Linked DNA regions of Anser cygnoides: region 1 is linked to region 2. A link is a contact called in public Hi-C data. All regions are on one chromosome and are shown on one strand. The core of a region is the stretch at or near the end of the contact, and the rest is flanking DNA. Distances in the headings are between cores, read along the strand shown. Region 1 has its middle 70 kb from the start of CEP162. Region 2 holds the start of TBX18 (T-box transcription factor 18).

The links. Hi-C and Micro-C count contacts between places; a contact is called where the count stands out from the background.
Region 1: a Hi-C map of liver shows a contact between it and region 2, with 1.6 times the contacts expected there. The contact joins the enhancer-like site here to the promoter of TBX18 in region 2. A contact is called at or near these places in 2 of 7 Hi-C or Micro-C datasets (granulosa cells and liver).

Annotation. Positions count from the first base shown.
Region 1 is chr3:84,964,175-84,968,863 of Taihu_goose_T2T_genome, forward strand. No RefSeq gene overlaps it. Among named protein-coding and RNA genes, the nearest start is that of CEP162, 70 kb to the right of the region's middle. Within about 2 kb of position 1,772, at least 1 of the 3 cell types and tissues checked has open chromatin away from gene starts, as enhancers often do.
Region 2 is chr3:84,799,206-84,803,805 of Taihu_goose_T2T_genome, forward strand. It overlaps TBX18 (T-box transcription factor 18), which reads left to right and starts at 2,787. Exons shown (of 8, transcript XM_048079876.2): 1 at 2,787-3,210; 2 at 3,525-3,711. The coding sequence starts at 2,940.

The DNA of each region.
Region 1 (4,689 bases), core at 522-3,021, 160 kb after region 2:
GTAACCAGAAAGAGCTCGTTCCCCCACTTTGAACACCTCAGCGGTGACCCTTTTTTTGTCTTTTTCATTCATTGAGGGAACCTGAGGTGGTGGCAACTGCTACCAGCTCCAGCACACCATGGAGGAGCATGGGCATACACCAGGCCAAGGGCAGGTACCAACACCGATCCTCCACAACTGAGGCAGACAGTGGAGCCAGACACACATTCACTCATCAAAGGGTTGCCTTAGCTGCCTACAAATGAAGGTGTGGGGCAACACATGACATGCTCACCCTGGAACCAAGGACAGGCTGGGAATCGTGACATTTCCACCACGGATCCAAGTCCATCTTCCTGGCTTCAAATGAAGAAGGGGGTGATGTGCCTAGCAGGGGTTCCCAAGCTGTGGGTGGTTTCCTTTAATTTAGGAAAGCATCTGATACAGCATGTCACAAAACGTCACGTTTATTTAATTCTTTTTCGTTTGGATATGATTATTGTCACGTGGAATGGAAACTGAGTGATGCGCCATGAGCAAAAAAAAAATCAGAGGATGGTTTAAATCAGCTTGTACCGAGTTAGAGCAGAGAGAAGAAGTGCTCAGTGTAGTTCTGAGCAAATTAGGGTTATTTAACCTTTTTGTTAATGGGTAAAAAGAAGGAGGTGAAGTAAGCAGGCCAGTAACTGATCATACATTGAGAGTTGTAACTGCCTTTGTTCCTTTGCCCCAGTGAGCACTGATGAGGATTCAAGGAATCAAAGTAGGATCTATTAGTAGAATACAGAAATGGAATTCAAAGAGTTATATGAATTATATGTGCATATGATTTAGTTAAGGAATGTTTAGCATAAATCCTAACAGACTAAGATTATCACAATGCTAGATGAAGGGAGAAGTTATCTGAGAGCATGAAGTTAAGATGGGGACTGTTATATAGAAGTTACACAGACAGAAAGATGAACAGGGGCAGTGAGTTTGCCCAATGAAGGCTAAAGAATCAGAAAGGGGGAAAGTGTGTATCTGAAGAAAAAGATATTGCAGGCATGCCATGTGCTGAAGTCCTTAAATGAGCAGATTCAATTATAAATAGTTTCTCTCTCTGAGATCTAATGCAAGATGGTACTCATTCGTCATGATGTTTAAAAACTGAAGGAACATTTTATTTATTTATTTATTTTGTTACATTCCTTGAACTGTTTTCACAAGGAATCTAAAACTGAAATTAACAGAGCAATAAAAAAATTATCACAGAAAGCAGTCACAAAACTACACAGGAATAGGACATAGTGCATAAAGCAGGCCTTCTCCACACGAAAGGCTGCGAGCCTGCTAGTAGCTTGCGTCTGAGCTGGAATATTCTGGAGGGGGAAAAAAGTAGCAAAACACATGGAAATAGAAAAATGAAAAGGGAGGGTGTGGTGGGGAGAGAGAAGGGGAATGGTTTATGCAATTTATACAAAGATTTTGGTCAATGTTCAACAAAACCGCAACAGAGAATGAAGGCACTGTTTCGATGGTGTTTCAAAAATTATATAAGTAGATTCGTTTCAGCTTTTGGATGCTGTGCCTATGTTGTTTTTGCCTCTCACTTTTTGTCTCACCTTTCTTTTAAAGAGAGTTGTCAGCATTTATGGAGACCGGGTATACTGCTGAGTAGTTTTACAAGCAAGTCCCTTGCTGTCTGCAATGGGAAAGCGCCAGTAGAGCGACATTTGAAGGAGCAGAATATTTATTTCGGTCTGCAGTTACAAAGATGGAAATGCCTGGTGAACACATGCCTTAGGCTGCCACCACATGGTGAGACCAGTGAATGAATGCGAGTTTCTGGTTTATCTGCAGTTTCTCTGGCATTGTGATGTTCCCAGGTATTTTACTGAAAAGTAGCATCTTTTTAAACCTAACTTGAGAAGAAATACCTGAGATATTGCATTGGATTTATTAGCTATAAGTTCATCTTTCACAAAATTTTTTATGTCATTTCTTTGTTTCTGTGTGTGTGTGTAGTAAGATTTTTTTTACATCAAGCTAGTAAAAATAACCAAGGTAAAAACTACTTAATACAATGATTTTGCAGAGTCATTTGGTTGCCCTGCCCTGGTGTTGTGATTTTCATCTGTTGCTCTAAGTCCCAGATGATGTTTGAACTGTATGAACATCCTAGAAAATAAAGGGTAATCTTCATATTATCATGATTTTTTCCTTTGTAAATATTGATACTGTGCAGGCAAAAAGAAGACCTCTTCAAGATGCTAACTTCTCATTTTTTAATGTAGATTTTCTACATAAATATTGGTGTGACAAAAAGCTCACTAGTTGTTGTATCTTTTAAAAATATTTTTTAAAAATATTAAAAACAACTTTAAACCTCTTTAAACATTAAGTGAAGATCTTTTTCCCCCTTAGTTCCAAGTGCTGGGAGAATTTTTAGGGATATGGAATGGCTGAACCCCAATCTGTAAACACCCCCCTAATGCATTCTCTAAAACACTTGAGATGTTTGAAAAGATTCATGAAATTCAATGGCCTTGTGGTGCTTGGCTTAATTTTAAACGTAATCTTAAAGCAAGTTCATGCCATGGTCTGGTTTTCCCAAGCTCCCAGTGCCTCCGTCGGCAGCTCCTGTCCCGGCTCTGTGGGTGGAAATGCAGGAAAATCTCCTTCTGGCTCCAGGCAAGTCAAAGACCAACCCTAGCAGGGGAACATTTTTTTGGTGTTTGTTTTATATATATTTTTTTAAATTTTTATTTTTTATTGAACTATCATTGCGTCAAGCAATTTATTTAAATACAAGAACGTGAACCGTGCTTTTTATAGCAATAACAGGGAAAACAGTATTTGACTTAAAGTTATACCTGATCTCTGCTAAGTCTAAAAAACTGTTTTTCAGCTCATTTGTACCAGTAACTGTGGAGTAAATCCTCTTTACATAGCAAGGTTGTTTTCTTTAAAAATGAATGAGTGAGATTGCATCTTGTGTTTTAAGGACAAATAATATGTTTTTGAGGAAAAGAGTGAGTAAATCATTCAGTGTATTCACCGTTTAAAATATCTCATGCTAGACCTTTCACCACTGCAACATAATTGTTTTAAAGCAATATTTTTATTGGTAATATTAGTTTCAAAAGCAATAAAACATCAGATAGAAATGTCCAAATTGGAAAGGCTATTTCCGCTCTCTTTTATTCCTTTTCTTTCCTCAAGCACATTGCAAAATAAAGTTACTACGGAAAGTGATGTAGATTTTTATAAACTGCCTCTCTAGCTCATGTGCCTGTACCTATAAGCAGTCATTTCAGTAGGATTCCCAACACATATTTTTCCCATAGACTGTGAAATCTCATTCTGCATTTTAACAGGACGTCGTATGTATAAATACGTATGAGGGAGCTTTAAAAGCCAGCTCTGACCTGACGTTCAAGGAGCTGTTGCAATGCGTAGCACCAGGGACTACACCAAGGCATGTATGTCTCCAGACTTTTCAGCTGTTCCCAGCACTGAGCTTGTCACTTGTTAAAAACCACGGGCAGCTTTGATGGAAAAAATACCAGAAAGAGCATGTTTGATTTGAGGTGTTTCTAAACATTAAAAAGCTGTCATTCTTATTTTGTTCTTTTCCCCTAATCTGCGTTACAAGCTGGCCTGAACTGTTTGCCATTAAACATCACAGCACTGAGAAGGAGCTAATGAAAGTTAAAAATAAATAAGTAAAGAGATAGCAACCCTGCTGTACCTCAGTTTCAATATTGTATTTTCAAAGCTAAGTAAAATAACAAACGAGGGAATGGAGACATGAGACCAGACCCAAGAACTTTCTAGTCTCCTTTCAATCCAGAATAAAATTTTAATAAGGAATTAAAATAATGAAAATCACGATGGCTCCCTGCCCCTGGATCTTGCAGTGTTCAGTTCAAGGTGCAGAGCAGGGCCCTGTGCTGGCTGATACCACAAAGAAGTGGAAGGGAAAAATAAAACGCCTCCTCCAGGTGAGTGAAGAGGCATGGCTGCTCAAACACTTGAAATGCTTTGCCATCATATAAAAAGGTAGCATTTCTTTTCATCTTCTCATTTTCAGAAAATTGAGCAAGATTAGAAGTAACTGGAGCTCTTAGGGTAAAAAGAGACACATCCACTTCTAATACACATGGTGCCTGAACAGAAGATTTGGATGATGTTTTAAATTAAAAATGCAGAACAAAATCTGTATCATCTTAGATATCAAGGGCCGTATCCTGCTTCCTGGTTCAGAGGTGGGAGAATTTACAGCTATAGAATTTAAGCCTATCCCTAACAAGTACCAGGAGGGATAGGGCTTGGCAACTGCTCACCCGACTCCAGCAGTGCCTTGAAGTACCTGAAGCATCAAAGTCTCTGAGCACCAGCATACAGTGCAGCAGTGCCCATCATACATAAATACTGTAAATAAATTCCAGCTATAAATGTTTGTCGTGCTTTAGGCAGCAGGAAAGGTGCCTTAACCCCTTCCACATCTATGATTTCATGGCAATGGCAGGAAAACCCAGTGGCAAAGTTTCTGACACCATGGTCACACTTCAAGAAGGTATAAGTGGAGGAGGCAAGCGGTCTGGGATGGTCTGTCAATGCCTAAAATGCCAAAAGTCCCATCCCACCTCACCCTGCCTCAGGACACCGGGCACGAAGGGCTACGGGCAGACTGTGTGCTCCTTAAATTGTTTTCTGCAAGAAGGT
Region 2 (4,600 bases), core at 1,537-4,036:
AGCCTGCATTTTAAAGTCCGGAAATAAAAGAAAACCCAGAAAGGTGTTTTGAATATATATATTATTCCATTAGCAGATCACTATATATAGAGATTCTTCTCTCTTTCATCATCCCATAAAAAAATTAATCGGACAGACATATGGATCACAGGTTGTTCGATAAATTTAAATCCATCTTTAAAAAAAAAAAAAAAGAAAGAAAGAAAAAAAGAAAAGAAATGAAAACAACATGCCACACGTAACCTACAGAAATCTGGCAAGAAAAAAAAATCCACAACAACAACAAGCGCCCACCCTCCCGGGAAAGAAAAAAAAAAAAAAGAAAGAAAAGAAAAAGGGGGGGGGGGAGAGGGGGGGATTTGTCCCTTCCGCCGCAGCGCGGGCAGGATGCGGAGCGGGGCGGGGGTCGGGGTCTGCTCCGCGGGGCAGCGCGGTGGTCTGAGGCCGGGGGGGGTTGTCTCGAACCCCCCCGGGGCAAGACCGGCCATCCCGTGGCCGGAGCCCCCTGCGGCCCCCCCGGCCCCCCCGCGGCTCGGCTCGGCTCCGCTGCTGAGTTCGGCGGCTCCGCGCCCCGCGCCCCCGCGCCCGCCTCCCCCCGGCTTCCGCGCGGCTCCGCGCCCCCCCGGGCCCCCGGGCGGGCAGCGGCGGGGGTCGGTACCTGCTCCCGCCGGCCCCGCCGGGGCTGGGGCACCGGTGGCCGTGGCCGTGCCGCGGGTGGGCCGGGGAGGGCGGCGGGAGCGCGCCGCGGGGCCGCGGGAGGTGCCGTCGGTGCGGGGAGGCTGCCGGAGCTCCCTCGGACAGCTCGGCTCCGTTTCCTTCCTTCCTCGCCCTCCCGAGCTCATCCCCATCGCGACGGCGTTTAAACTCCGGCGAGCTCCTCTAGTTTAGCACGTTGCGACCACTCTCGCACATCTGATTTCCTTCAGATTCAGTCGCGGCTGGAATAGGCAGAGCAGACAGGCTTTAGACCACGGAACAGTTAATATGTCCCAGATTTAATGTAAAGATAAACTAACTCCGCAGCACTGTTCGTCGGTGACAGGCATCAGGCATTTTCTGCTATCCTATCGATTCCGAGCGACAGCAACTGCAGGGGAATTTTTTTTTTTTTTCGTAGTGTTGAATTTTTCTAAGACAAATTGCCATCTCTTCCAACGTGGAGATAGTTAGCGCTTCTGTGGTAACCTACGGATAACACTTCTGCGTCGGTTTCGTGGTGTGTGTTGTTGTTTTTTCTGCTTTAATCAATTATCTATCTGTCACATACCTATATTTTCACGTCTCGAAAGTGCTCCTACAATTTAAGTGCTGATAACCTCATTCGAGGGGATAATTTATCTCTGGGGTATATTTATTAGTCAGCCCTTCCTTGGCCTCTCTGACGAAGCAGCCCACTCACTATTGAAATTAGGGAGAAATTTGCATTTCGGGGATAGGTAAAATACTCGAGTGAAAGCGGTTACGTCTTCCAAGTGGCAGCTATTTCCTTATCGGGCTACAATCAGAAATCTTCCAGTTCTCTCAGCAGAGCCACTCGAAGGTCCGGACAGGACCTCCGAGATGGTACCACAGGCGAGCAAAGCTAGGAATTCCTCTCTCTGCTGCCCGATGCAGGGAAGAGAAGCCCAGATCCCATCCCACGAAACCGTGAGATTTGCCCCGGGATTTTTTACACGAGGATTTCTGCTCCTTCACCGGAGCGTGCCACCCCATTCGGCCCTGCGCAAACAAACAAGCAAACAAATAAAAGCCCCCAAAATGCAGATCTCCAGCAGAGAAACGAAAATAAATAAATAAATAAATAAATAAATAAATAAACACCAAAAATCTCGATAGCTTTTTCCCTTCCCTGAGAACGCAAAGCAAAGAGTATCTGGCTCCAAATCTGCACCTTTTAATAAGTTTTGCTCGCTGGAAAGATTCGAAAGGATTTTCCCGGCGACTATTCTATGCACCTGAATACGATTATTAGTGAAGCTGCCTCGGCTGGATGCCCCCATGTTGTACAAGGCTCGCTTTGATTCCCTTTTTAGCGCAGCTCCAGCGGGTCGGGGTTCGGGGGGTGGGGGGGGAGGGGGCTGCGGCCGTCGCAGCCGGGCGATGCATCCCCGGCAGCCGAATACCGCTGATAATGACCGACCCTTAACAGCACCAGCGGGCACAGCGTCGTTTTCCCCCATTGTAGCCCCCGGGCAAAACGAAATCCCGCGGGCAGCGCCCTGGGAGATCCCCCCCCCCCCACACACACACACTTTTCCCTCGCCGTTTCGGGGAGTCGGGGGGGGCTCATGAACCTCCAACGGGCTGCATCAGCCGGGACGGGGGGGTAGCGGGGCTATTTCGGTCGGGCCGGCGGTGCCCCCCCCCCGTCCGGGACGGGGCGGTGGGGTCCCCCCGGTCGTGTCGGGGCTGCGGGGGCCCCCCCGGTCGGGCGGCGCTGATTGGGCTGCGGGCGGCCGGGCCGGCGGAGCCCCCGCCCCGCGGCTCCGCCCGGCCCCCGCCGCCGCAGTGACACTAATGAGCGAGTTCTTCCCACCGGTCTCCTGCCTGGAAGTGCTGACAGATCAAGGCAACAAATTTCAATTACAAGCCCTAATTTGTGTCCGCAGAGCGTTTGTTACCCATGTCAGTCCCGTTCGGCCCATCAGACGGGGCAGAACGTGGAGGAGGAGGAGGAGGAGGAGGAGAAGGAGGAGGAGGAGGGGGAGAAAAAGAGCGCATCTGCAAAAAGGAATAGATTTTTTTTTTCTTCCCCCCTCTTAAAAAAAAAAAAAAAGGAAAAAAAAAAAAAACTTGGCTGATAACTTGGATTTAAAAAGAAAGGCGAGGAAAAGCCCCAGCCCCTTGCCTGCGCGGTCGGGAGGACGGGAGGGCGGCCGGGCGCGGGTGCCGGTGCCGGTGCCGGCGGGCCTGGATGCTGGGGCTGTAGGGGGGGGGGCATGGCCGACAAGCGGCGGTCCTCGCCCGGCACCACCATGAGCCTGAAGGCTCACGCCTTCTCCGTGGAGGCTCTCATCGGCGCCGAGAAGCAGCAGCAGCAGCAGCAGCAGCAGCAGCAGCAGCGGCAGCCCAAGCGGCGGAAGCTGGGCGGCGAGGACGAGGCGGCGGACGACGAAGGGGGCAGCGGCTGCTGCGCCAAGAGCTCCCCCGCCGCCGGCGGCAGGACCTGCGGCGACATGGAGCTGGGCTGCGCCGCCCGCGGGCCCGCCGGTGAGTGACCACCCCCGGCCCCGACCCCCGGCCCGACCCCCGGCCCCGGCCCCGATCCCCGCGGGAGGCCGTCGGGTGCCGCCAGGCGGTGGAGCCGCCGCCGTGGGGGCCGTTCGCCACGAACTCGTGCCGGTGCCCGCGGCTCCGTGCGGAGGATCCGCGCCCCGGGACGCGCCCGCCCGCCGCAGCCCCGCCGTGGGTACGCGGCCCGGCGCGGAAGGCCGCGGCCCAGGCCCGGTGTCGGTGCCGGGCGGGCCCCGCCGCTCGTTCCCCCGGCCCATGGGGCTTCCTCCCCGTCTCTGATCTCTCCGCAGGCAGCGGAGGCGAGGACGGCTTCCCGGCGGGGTCCCCGGCCGCCTCGCCCGGCGGTTCCCCGAAGGGCTCGAGGCCCGGCTCGCCGCTGCCCGCCCCGCAGGCGCCGCGGGTGGACCTGCAGGGCGCCGAGCTCTGGAAGCGCTTCCACGAGATCGGCACCGAGATGATCATCACCAAGGCCGGAAGGTAACGGGCACCCCGGGGCGCTGCGGGGCCGGCCCGGCACCCCGCGGCCTCCCCCAGCACCGCGACGGCCGCTGGAGGCGGCGGGCACCGGCCGCCGCGTGAAAACGGGCGAGAAAATGTCAAAAAAAAAAAAAAAAAAAAAGGAGAGAGAAATATTTACACGCCGGGGAGATGGCGAGAGTTTCAGATGGGCATGTGGCCGCGTGGGGTTTCCTGTTCGTTAGGGTGAAGCCTGCGAGCGCCGCGTCCTTCTGAGGGGAAACTTTTCCCCCTTTGCCAGTGGATACAGATGGTAAAAACCTGGATAGTATAAAAGTATCTGAACTTATTAGAAATTACAAAAACATATTTTATTGAATCCATATGCTACCTTCTGCGTTTTCAGAGAGGTTTTATTAATGATTGAAACGCAGTCTTAAACAGCACAAAGCAACATTTGTCTTAGCAGGGTCCAGTCAGGGATTTTCTTTTTTATCTTACAGGTGCACTGAAATAACAGTGCAAACTGGTTAACCACAGTCAGGTTTACCCTCCTGTGTTGTTTTTTTTCTTTTTTTTTTCTTTTTTTCCAGAAATAAAGAGAGATAGGATTTTTCTTTCCAGTAACGACTTTTAATTGATTTTTTTTTTTTTTGAAGAGCAGCAAATACTGGATAAAGTGGAACGGCTTTCAGGTTTATAAAGCACAGAAAAGTACCTTTCATTAGCTCGCAGTCAGCTCGACGTTGCGACGTTTCTTTTTTTGGCATCGAGAATGAACTTTCTTGATTAAAAGCCATGCCAAGCATACGGTGAAATAAATGCATTTTTTTATGTAAAAACCGCTGCATCAGTTAATTAATCAATTTTCTCCATAGAAGGATCTAAATTGTGAATGTATTTTTTAGAA